3 separate regions of the Mus musculus genome follow, and regions 1 and 3 are each linked to region 2. The links are chromatin contacts, called in public HiChIP or PLAC-seq maps. All regions are on one chromosome and are shown on one strand. Each heading gives the region's core, a stretch centred on a gene start, on an enhancer-like site or on the middle of the called end of the contact. The rest is flanking DNA. Distances are from core to core; before and after follow the strand shown. Region 1 has its middle 24 kb from the start of Gm46818. Region 2 has its middle 26 kb from the start of Gm40112. Region 3 has its middle 39 kb from the start of Gm33679.

Evidence for each region. HiChIP or PLAC-seq counts read pairs in DNA pulled down with a chosen protein or histone mark.
Region 1: a FOXA1 HiChIP or PLAC-seq map of pancreatic cancer cells shows a contact between it and region 2. The contact joins two enhancer-like sites. A contact is called at or near these places in 1 of 15 datasets of contacts at CTCF or cohesin (the NIH/3T3 cell line), 3 of 484 Hi-C or Micro-C datasets (embryonic fibroblasts, nephron progenitors and uterus), 3 of 115 datasets of contacts at active chromatin or transcription factors (fibro-adipogenic progenitors, heart atrium and pancreatic cancer cells) and 1 of 9 other capture datasets (embryonic stem cells).
Region 3: a CTCF HiChIP or PLAC-seq map of the NIH/3T3 cell line shows a contact between it and region 2, with 8 read pairs. The contact joins two enhancer-like sites. A contact is called at or near these places in 1 of 15 datasets of contacts at CTCF or cohesin (the NIH/3T3 cell line) and 1 of 9 other capture datasets (embryonic stem cells).

The regions. Positions count from the first base shown.
Region 1 is chr3:102,528,088-102,531,567 of GRCm38.p6, forward strand. No RefSeq gene overlaps it. Among named protein-coding and RNA genes, the nearest start is that of Gm46818, 24 kb to the left of the region's middle. Within about 2 kb of position 1,299, at least 21 of the 459 cell types and tissues checked have an H3K27ac peak or open chromatin away from gene starts, as enhancers often do. A contact at or near this core is called in the NIH/3T3 cell line, embryonic fibroblasts and pancreatic cancer cells, where this site is marked.
Region 2 is chr3:102,666,580-102,670,191 of GRCm38.p6, forward strand. No RefSeq gene overlaps it. Among named protein-coding and RNA genes, the nearest start is that of Gm40112, 26 kb to the right of the region's middle. Within about 2 kb of position 1,317, at least 55 of the 459 cell types and tissues checked have an H3K27ac peak or open chromatin away from gene starts, as enhancers often do. A contact at or near this core is called in the NIH/3T3 cell line, embryonic fibroblasts and pancreatic cancer cells, where this site is marked.
Region 3 is chr3:102,421,281-102,424,721 of GRCm38.p6, forward strand. No RefSeq gene overlaps it. Among named protein-coding and RNA genes, the nearest start is that of Gm33679, 39 kb to the left of the region's middle. Within about 2 kb of position 2,136, at least 5 of the 459 cell types and tissues checked have an H3K27ac peak or open chromatin away from gene starts, as enhancers often do. A contact at or near this core is called in the NIH/3T3 cell line, where this site is marked.

The DNA.
Region 1 (3,480 bases), core at 49-2,548, 140 kb before region 2:
GAGCAGGCTCTCCATCTTTACATAATTCTGAACAGGTTTCTCTCTTCAGTTCATCTTCTTGATAACGGGGGATGAAAAGTCACCCTTTGAAGATGACTTTTGGACCATCCTACAGCTTCCCGGAGGGATTATTCGTACTCAACCCACAACAGTTTACAAAATTCCTGCTACAGACATCACTGATGGCTGTAGAAATGAAAAATGCCACAGTTCTATGTCTAAAACAAGTAGTTTCCAAGGCTCTGAAAAAGCCTGTCCTCTGCAGCCTCAAGCTGAAGAATTCCATAGCCAAACCATATCTAGAGTCACTTGAAACACACAGAAGTGGTGTGCCAGACCTCCTGATGGCCATATGTGGTGTTTCCACTTCAGGCTCTTGCCCTCAAAGGACAACATACAGTTTATTTACAGTCAGTCATATTTGAAGAATGCCATTTAAAAATAACCCTCGGTATTCCTTCTCTCTCTAGTTGGCTCCTTTCTGGTTTCATAATAGTCCCTGCTATAATCACAATCTTTCTTTGATCCATTACATAAAAAATATCACTATTTTGGGTAAAAAGATCATGGACACAATAAAAATGAGGCTTATGACTGCCCTAGGAAGAGATTTGCTGGGGAAAAAAATATTGCAAAGAATTCAAACCACCCAAAGTTTATCAGGCCAGATGGGGTGCGTTCTCTGTGTAAATAGTTTCTCTGAGCATTAGAATCAAAGCAAACCCTGCCTGTGTGTGCCAGGAGTCAGATACTGACGTCACTCTGAGAGTCTCCATAGTTTACATTCAGGTAAATGATTCCATGGACTATAAGCCTCAGGTAGTGAATATACATTTCTGTGAAAATACGTTATTTTAGAGATTGGAGTTTTTTTTTTCTTTTTTCTTTCTTTTTTTTTTTCTGCTGTTGTTTGAATTTTTACAAAGTGAGTCTATGCAGAGCAAGAGCCAGAAGACAAAAATGTGGGTAAAAGTCCCTCCCAGTCAGTGTTGATCATTTAGCCCAGAAGCCATGAAGTCAGCATATGAAAACCTCCAGCTAGGAGGGCTAGGCACTTGCCGCGAATCTTCTTCTTCTGGGCTTCCCTTCACGTGGGTCATTTTCCTAACTTGGCTCCTTGTGTTCCAGGAAGCCTTTCCCTCTATCTTCTGCTAGCCAAGACCGAGCCAAACAATGGCAGGCATGGCATTCATGGCAGAAAAGAGTCAAATAAGAACAGAAGGTGGTGTGCAAGAGGGCCCAACAGACATCAAAGGGCTGGGATGACTCCTGAAAACAGAAAGCAAAACTCCATTCAGGAGAGATTTAGTCTACATCCACTTTAATCGTGGCTTTATTGGGTTGTGGTTTATATTGGGTGAGTCACAAAAGTGTTTTTTTTTTTTCTTTTTCTTTTTCTTTTTCTTTTTCTTTTTCTTTTTCTTTTTCTTTTTCTTTTTCTTTTTCTTTTTTTTTTTTTAAGTGGAAGAAGCTTTTCAGTTATTTTATCCATTGTGTGAAGCTTAGTCCTACTTAACAGTAACCGAGACGTGATTAAAATGGAATAACTGGCCCCTGATGAAATGAGAGAGTTAAAAACAACAACAAAAATACGACCTGCCATGTATAAGAACCATGAGATGAAGCTGAGCACTGCTTTCTTTTCTCAAAGACACTGTGGACAGTTCACTCTGCACCAGGACAAGTGCTGCCAGGTTCTGGGGATACACTGAATTCCACCGTCTTCAACACACCCAAGAAGCCACATGCTGGCTTCTACTCCACCTCATTTACTGGAAAATCACCTTCTCCTCCTCCAGCACACTGCGCATGCTGCCTTTTTGGATGGATGTGTATTTTAGTGATGGAGAGACCAGTGAGGCAGAGAGATCACAGCCATAGAGTGGAGAAGCAGAAGTCCAGAAGACCAGCCAGCCTCTACCACTTCGTTGTCTAAGGTTTGTTTCTTCATGTGTCTTATGGGAGCATCCTCTGAGGGATGGTTTAAGTGTCAGTTCTGTAAAGCATTTGTCCTAGTGCTATTTTTCAACATTAACTCTCACTTATATGGACAGAGAAGAGACTCTACAGTTTCATTCTGTTGCAGTTAAGAAAAAGAAATCTCCAAAATTTTGCCCCAGGGAGGAGAGGCAAAGGGGATAAAAGAATCTGAAGTCCTAGTAAAGGGACCGTTTCTGGTCCACTGTTGAATGGTGAATATCAAGTGAGTTTCTGCTCATTTTGAACTAAAGATCCTCCCTAACCTCCCCACCATTCATTCAGTTGCTGCCGCAAGAGTACTCTCTGGGCAATGCACAGGGCGACTCACACTCTTGTCCATATAACACGTCTTTGAAAATAGCTATGTGTCTCCCATCGAAGTCTTTATTTCCCAGACTAAACATCACTAGGTCCACCAGTTTCCTGTACAATGACTTCCAACTCCATTGCTCTCCTAGGGTTCCAACCCTCTCTGGACACACTCTAATTTATCCCCTTACAATGTGGTAAATGTGGTGCCCAGGAGGAAACACAATACTCTAGCTGCAGACTGACCAACCCTAAGTATAACTGGACTACTAACTCTTTTGAAGCACATAGCATACATATTTCTGTCAATACAGACTGATATTACACAGGCTTTCTCCATTGCCACATCACACTAGATTTCTACTTTGAGTTCACGGTACATTATCATGCCCTTGATTTTGTTTTTGGCTCTTATGATTATAACAGGACTCTTCCATCTTGCATTTTTTCCATGCTTTCTTGGCCTACAAAGTCATCTGGCTTACTAAATGGTAAGATATAAGGTCTATGCGGCCAGGAATTCTATCTGACTCAGTGTAATATTCCAGGGCCTAGCACAGTGCCTCATCTGCTGACCCAACATGTCAGCTGTATTCTCAGCTGGGTGCCTCCCCCACTGTGATGCAAGCTTTAAGAATGAAGACACCATTCCTCTGTTGAGGGGCATCTGGGTTCTTTCCAGCTTCTGGCTATTATAAATAAGGCTGCTATGAACATAGTGGAGCATGTGTCCTTCTTACCAGTTGGGGCATCTTCTGGATATATGCCCAGGAGAGGTATTGCTGGATCCTCCAGTAGTACTATGTCCAATTTTCTGAGGAACCGCCAGACTGATTTCCAGAGTGGTGTACAAGCCTGCAATCCCACCAACAATGGAGGAGTGTTCCTCTTTCTCCACATCCACGCCAGCATCTGCTGTCACCTGAATTTTTGATCTTAGCCATTCTGACTGGTGTGAGGTGGAATCTCAGGGTTGTTTTGATTTGCATTTCCCTGATGATTAAGGATGTTGAACATTTTTTCAGGTGCTTCTCTGCCATTCGGTATTCCTCAGGTGAGAATTCTTTGTTCAGTTCTGAGCCCCATTTTTTAATGGGGTTGTTCGATTTTCTGAAGTCCACCTTCTTGAGTTCTTTATATATGTTGGATATTAGTCCCCTATCTGATTTAAGATAGGTAAAGATCCTTTCC
Region 2 (3,612 bases), core at 67-2,566:
TGAGAATGAGGAGAATTTTTAAAGCAGTTTTTGAGCTAGGGACATAGCTCGGTTGGTAAGAGGCTTGCCAAGCACACACAAAGCCATCTCCTCATACAACAGGGAGTGGTGGTGAATGCCTGTAAGCCCAGCACTCAGGAGGGGGAAGCAAGAGGATTAAATGTTCAAGGTCATTCTTGGCTACATAGTGAGTTAGAGGGCGGCGTAAGCAATACAAGACCCTGCTTCAAAAAACTAAGTCAATGATCATCACAAATTTGTTTAATTTTCCCCCCATTATCTTTTCAGATGAAGGCGTGCACTGGTCATTCTCTGTCTCCAAATAACACACTACACTGATCTCCTGGCCTTCCTAGCGTTTCTCACACAGTGGGCTCTATCCAAATACAAAACTAATGTGTACAGTGCAGCGGGAGAACTGGTCGGGAGTGAGGACATAAATCAGCAGAGAAGTAGACAGAACCAAGCACACACACCTGAGCACTCAGGGAGGCTGCGTAGGCCAAAGGCTGAAGAGAGAGAGAGGGTGGTAAAAAGAAAAGGCGGTCACACTGGGGAGGCCCAGGGAGAGGGGCAACTTGGAAACTTGGAAACTTCAAGATAGGATTCTGTGGAGTCCTGTGAGCTGGGGAATGTGCGTGGTCAGAAGGCAGAAATTGCGCATCCTTTTTCCTCTGACGCATCCAAATATAAGAAGAGAAATGTGTTGTAAAACTTGTGCAACACTTGAGGAAAAGACTTTGGAGATGGGATACCCTTGGCTTTGAGTTGGATCTTCTAATAATAGTCTCTGTCTGTCTCTCTGTTTTTGTCTTTCTTTGTGTGCCTTTGTCTCTGTCTCTCTGTGTCTCTCTGTCTCTCTCTCTGTGTCTCTCTGTCTCTCTCTCCCTCTCTCTCTCTCTCCTCTTTTCCCTCGTTCCCCCTTCATCCTCAGTGAAAAGGCCCACCAGACAAAGAACTCTAGGTCCCCCAGAAAGCCATCAGCAAAGCACTAAGGCTTTCAGACCAACAACCTACAAGGACCCCTATCCTGCCAAAAGTCATGTAGCTGAAAGCAGACGGAACCCAGACTGAGTCTATATAATGCAGAAACTCCTATCAGTCCTGTAATGATGGCTATGAGACTCTGTAGCAGAGGACTGGGCTAGGCTACAGCACAATCTGGGCTTTAGCAACCCGAGCCCACGTTATGCGTCAACACCTAGCTGACACAGGACAGTTCCTTATGATGAGGAAGGTTCTATCTAGACTCAAGACTTTTGTTTTCCTAGATTGTACAGAGCCCAGACACCAGATCCACAGATCACATTAGTCACGATTGAGTCAGCACTAGGAGGAAAGCATTCTTTGGGGGGAGACTAGGGGCTCTGAGGTAGCCTAACTGTTGCTGAGACTCTTGCGGGAACAAAGGCTGCAGGCAGCGAAAAGGGAACACAAAATGTGTGATTCAGAGAGCTGGCCTCCACATTCTGAGGCTGGAAGGAGTCAGACCCAACTACTACCCAGAGGTTGGCCTTGACACTTGGACTTCTTTCTCTGAACTGAGAGAAAAAAAACAGATGTTTTAGATTTGGGTTTGCCTTTAAGAAAGAAGGAAAAGCATTGGTGTTCACTGAGAGACAAACACAAGCCATTTTCAAAGTCTGGGGAAATGGAACTGCTGGTCAGGGTTAGAAGAGGGAGGAAAGGCTCAGAATCAGTAAACCTTTTAAGGAAGCTTTGGTGAGTCAGAAGTATATATGAAACGATAATAAAGGTCCCCAGAGTCAGAGGACCTGAGGATGGCTCAGGAGTGCTGTCTGGAGGCCGGGGGAGGAGTCTACTCTGCCACTGCCTTAGACCCTCCAAAGGAGAAGGAGACTGTGTCGAAGCTGCCAGAAAATCTTCAGGGGACATGTGAGCTTCTGGCTTGGTGAGAAAGAAGAGAGGCTTGGAGAACCAAGAGGAGTCTATCTCACCAGAACAAGGGTTCTACTATGCTTGGTGAGAAACTCCAGAGGGAAGCAAGTGTGTCCTGGGTGGGGTGAGGCAGACTCAACCATAAGGAAGCCAGAGGCACTTTTCAATGGCAGAGGTAGAGGAGGCTGAGGGCTACGGATGAGCCAGAGGTCAGAGGTTCCTGTTGGCTTGGCGAGAGCACAGTGGTAGCGGGTAAGTTCATTGACTTGACCAGTCTTCAAACTCCAGCTGAGCATGATTCATCAGTAGCTTCAACAACAGCAACTCATTTGAGTACTTAGAGCCAAAAGCCCAAGCCTCCTCCAAGACTGTCTCCAGATGACTGCAGATTTCAGGAAAACACTGGCATGCTGTTTTCCTGTGGCAAACAGTGGCAAACAGAACCCATTAAAGTGCTGGCTAGTTTATGTTAACTTGACACAAGCTAAAGTCATTTGGGAAGAGGGAACATAAGTTGAGTAAACTCCCTCACCAGATTGGCCAATCATTGCGTTTTCTTTTTGTATTTGATGTAGGAGGGCTGTGGGGCTTTGAATCAGTGTGATCCCCATAGGCTCACATGCTTGAATGCTTGGCCTATAGGGAATCAGGAGGTGTGGCCTTCTTAGAGGAATGTGTCACCATGGAGGCAGGCTTTGAAAACTCATATATGCCCAAGCTACACTGAGTGTGACATAGTCTCTCCTCCTGGCAGCCTTTGGATCAAGATATAGAACTGTCAGCTCTGTCTCCAGCACCATGTCTGCCTGCATGCTGCCATGCTTCCCACCATGATGATAATGGACTAAACCTCTGAAACTATAAGCCAGCCCCAATTAAATGTTTTTCTTTATAAGAGTTGCCATGGTTATGATGCGTCCTTGCAGCAATGGATACTCAAACTAAGACAAAGGCTTGGGCCACTGTGAGCAGTGTCACCCCTGGGCAGATGGTCCTGAGGTCTATAAGAAGGCAGGCTGAGCCAGCCGGTAAGCAGCACTCCTCCATGGTCTCTGTTTAAGTACCAGCATCTAGGTTCCAGCCTTGTCTGTGTTTCTGCCCCAAGTTCTCTCAGTGTTGTACTGTATGTACTGTGGAACTGTACATGAGCTAAATCCTTCCCTCCCCAAGTTATCTTCTGTCTTGGGGCTTCAGCAAAATAATACACCACTAAATCTAATGACCTGAGTTTAATCCCCAGAACCCACGTGGTGGAAGGAGAGAACCAAATGACCCCACAAACAATCACAGATAGATAGATAGATAGATAGATAGATAGATAGATAGATAATGCATACATACATACATACACACGTATGTACATAGACAGACAGACAGACATGCAGGCAGACAGGCAGGCAAGCAGATGTAAAAAAGTAAATACACTTCTACATTTATTCTTTAAAATTTTTCCATCAAGCACTTTACCACATGGCTAATTAGCATAGAGGGAAGAAACTTGGACCAATCTTCAGGGAGCTGGGTCTTGCTTCCAGCTCCATCCTGACAAGCTATGTGACCTTAAACTAACTTCCCTCACTCCATATGCCAAGCAAGGGGCTAAACCAGATTCCCTCATGTCCCTGCAGCACCAACATTGCAAGTTCCTGCAAACAGAGAACACGAAGCCAGCTCTGAAGACCAAGCGGGTTAGTTTTCAGTTATTTCACTCTT
Region 3 (3,441 bases), core at 886-3,385, 240 kb before region 2:
AAAGTAGAGATACAAAAATAGACAAGTGCTTTCTGAAGAGGAACCTCAATAGCTTAGAAGAGAGAGGCAAGAAGTGAAAAAATGGAATTGTATGGGACAGGTGGGGATCCAGGGAATGTCAGAGGTGACTGTGGTCAAATTCCATGATGCATTTGTATAAAAATCTCAAGTGATATCTATTTTTTACAATTAGTATAGTCTAGTAAAAAGAAAAGAACCTATTTTAGAAAAATAGAAGAGGAGATGTGGAGACAGCACACATGGATGGCCCTCTCAGTGGCTGACTATGGAGAAAATGGGGCAAAGCCTAGATGGTAAGAAATTGATTGGCTTGTTTTTTTGTTTGTTTGTTTTCTTGTTTTGTTTTGTTTCTTTTTTCTTAGGCAAGGCTCCATGTGCATATATTCTGGGCTGGGGAGATGGAACCCATTTGAGAAGAAACTATTTCAGCATCACAGAAAGCAAAGACAATGATGATTAGGTAAGAACAAAATCCAAGAATACACAAGGGATGGGGCCTCAAAGGAAACAAAGCGAGGAGCTCTCCTGTCAGAGGTCTGTCCACTTTCTTGTTGAAAAAGCCACTAACCTATGTGCCATGGTACTAACCCATGTGTTAATCTTCACACAGGCTGAGAAATGATGCGTTAGCCCTTTGTTAGACTGAGAGTGTAGTATGATCAGATATCTGTAGTAAGGATAGCAAGGTGATAAATTCTTTCTGTGGTAATGACGTGCCGACGTCTCATGAGAAAGAAGACTCTGAGGTAGAGCAAGGAACTCGAAGGGAGCAATTGATAATCCTGAAAGGATTGGCCCAGTGTAAGGATAACTGTGGGAATGAGTCGGAGTTGATTGTGCAAAACACAGCCTGCTCTCCTGAGCCTCTCCTATATGTCAAACAGCGTCAGATGCCCTCCTTCCTTTTCAGTGGACTAAACAACTACAAGTCCTTGCAGCAAATCAGTATTAAGAAGGATGCAAGTTAGTGTTGTACACAGGACAAAAGGTTGGGTAAAAGGCTGTCATTTGCATAGACAGTAGTCAAAAAGCTTTAATGAAAAAGTTAACCTTTCAATTCAGTCCTGGAGCTGGGAGAAAGGCATGTGCTAACTCTGTAGGGCCTATAAGGATTGTTTGCAATACACACTGAGAGAATATTCCATATAGCAGGAGGACAGATGAACAGGCACTACAGCAGGAAATGTGGTGCCTGAAAACAGGAAGAAGGCTGTGAGGCAGAGAGTTGGGAGAGCCAGAGAGGCTGACGAGGTATCCATGTAAAGACTTGGATCTCATTTTACAAGAAACAGGGCAAGATCTGGTTCTCATTGTGAGATGACTCTCATTGTTGTGAGGAGAATGAGCTGGAATAGGGCAAGAATAGAAACAGGCAGGCAGTGAAGAGTTATGAAAGTTGTCCAAGTAAGAATTACAATGACAGCAATGAAAATGAAAAGAGGTGGATAAATTTGGGAACTTATTTTGGAAGCAGAAAATAGGAGTTACTTACTGGTGGACAGGATATGCTGGTGTAGGAAGGGGACACTAAAGAATGATCCCAAGGTTTTATATAGACCAACCAGGAAGGTTTATGATGTCATTTGCTGAGATGCTGAGGACTGAAGAAAAAAATAGAATTGGGTTTTAAAAATTAATTTGAGATATATATTAGGCATTCAGCTAAAAATGTCAAGTAAGCATTTGGACATATGAATTAGGGACTGAGGAGAAAATATAAATTTGCATATCATTTGCATAAACGATGACAGTTGGATGGTAGAGCCAGTTGTAATTACTTAGAGAGTATTGATTGAGAAGAACTTGAGCATTCACTAGTGAGCAGAAAAAGAAGAAATCAGGATAGGAAGTAGTCAGAGGGATCGCGGGAAAGAAGCACCCAGGTCATGGTACTGCCGCAGAAGACTGGAGAAGTTTGTCTGGAAGGAGGAAGTAGATGGTGTAGAGATGGTGCTCACAGGCCAAGCTCCAGGCTAGCAAAGAAGTTCCACAGATGAAGAAATACAGGGAAATCTTAAGGAGAAACTTTTGAGACTCCAGTGATGCAGAATGACTCAGGGTTTTTGGTGGATTAAATAGGAATGGCCCTCATGGCCTCATGTATTTTAATGCTTAGTCATCAAGGAATGAAACTCTTTGATAGGATTAGAAGGGTTAGGAGGCGTGACCTTGTTTGGAGGAAGTGTGTCACTGGGTGTCTTCCTTAGGGTTTTATTGCTGTGAAGGGATACCATGACCAAGGTATCTTATAAGGGTAAACATTTAATTGGGGCTGGCTTACAGTTTCAGAGGTTCAGTCAATTCTCATCATGGTGGAAAGCATGGTACAGTATAGGCAGACATGGTGCTGGAGGAGCCAAGAGTTCTACATCTTGATCCACAAGCAGCAGATGCTATCTTCTGCAGGGGGGAATCTCTTCCACACTTCCTGAAAGCCTGAGCATAGGATCTCAAAGCCCATCCCCACAGTGACACACTTCCTCCAACAAATCTGCTCCTCTTAATAGTACCACTTCCTGTGAGCCAAGCATATTCAAACCACCACACTGGGGGTAGGCTTTAAGTTTGAAGGGCCTGTGCTAGGCCCAGTCTACATGCTAGGCCTCTCTGCTACAGATCAGGATGTAGCTCTCATCTACTGCTCCAATATCATGAGTGCCATCATGCTCCTGCCATTTTCCTACTATGCCCCCACCATTCCCCACCATGATGATAATGATCTAATCTTCAGAAACTGTAAACAAGCCCTCAATTAAATGCTTTCTTTTTCATAGGAGTTTCCTGGGTCATGGTGTCTCTTCACAGCAATAGAATAGTGACTAAGAGAGAGTGACACTACCACTCAGACATGGCACAGAGAGACTCAGCTTCTTCCCAGAGTTGAGTCTCCTCAGGAGAAGCTGGTGTGGCACGAGAAAAGAATGCAGGAGTCTGTTGCACTTCTTTGTCCACACACTCAATATCTTTGCAATTCTAACCACCAAGTAATTGCCCCCAGACCCTCTTCCCATCCTCAGTAAATGAGATCCTCACAGGTTCTGCTTATTTATTTGCTCATTCAGCAAATAAGCATCAAATTGATGTGCTCATCTAGGTCCTGAGCCAGAAAACGACCACCACCCTGCCTCTGACTTACTGAACCTTTTATGTGTACTTGTGAGGATGCTCTTGGTTACATGTGTCACGTGTTTATGACATCATGTCATAAACAGGATTTGGATCCAGAGGTGAAGTACCCACAGTGCATGGTCAACAGCTTATGTAAAAAAAGTCAAGAGAAGATTCTGTGAGAAACAGAGACTGTTTGGTGGGATGGAGTAGTGGGACTCTTAATATTGTCTCCTCCACAGTGCAGTGCTGGGAACAAGGTACATTTTATATTGGAGCCAATGACACAAAGGTGTGTCGTTAAAATCTGTA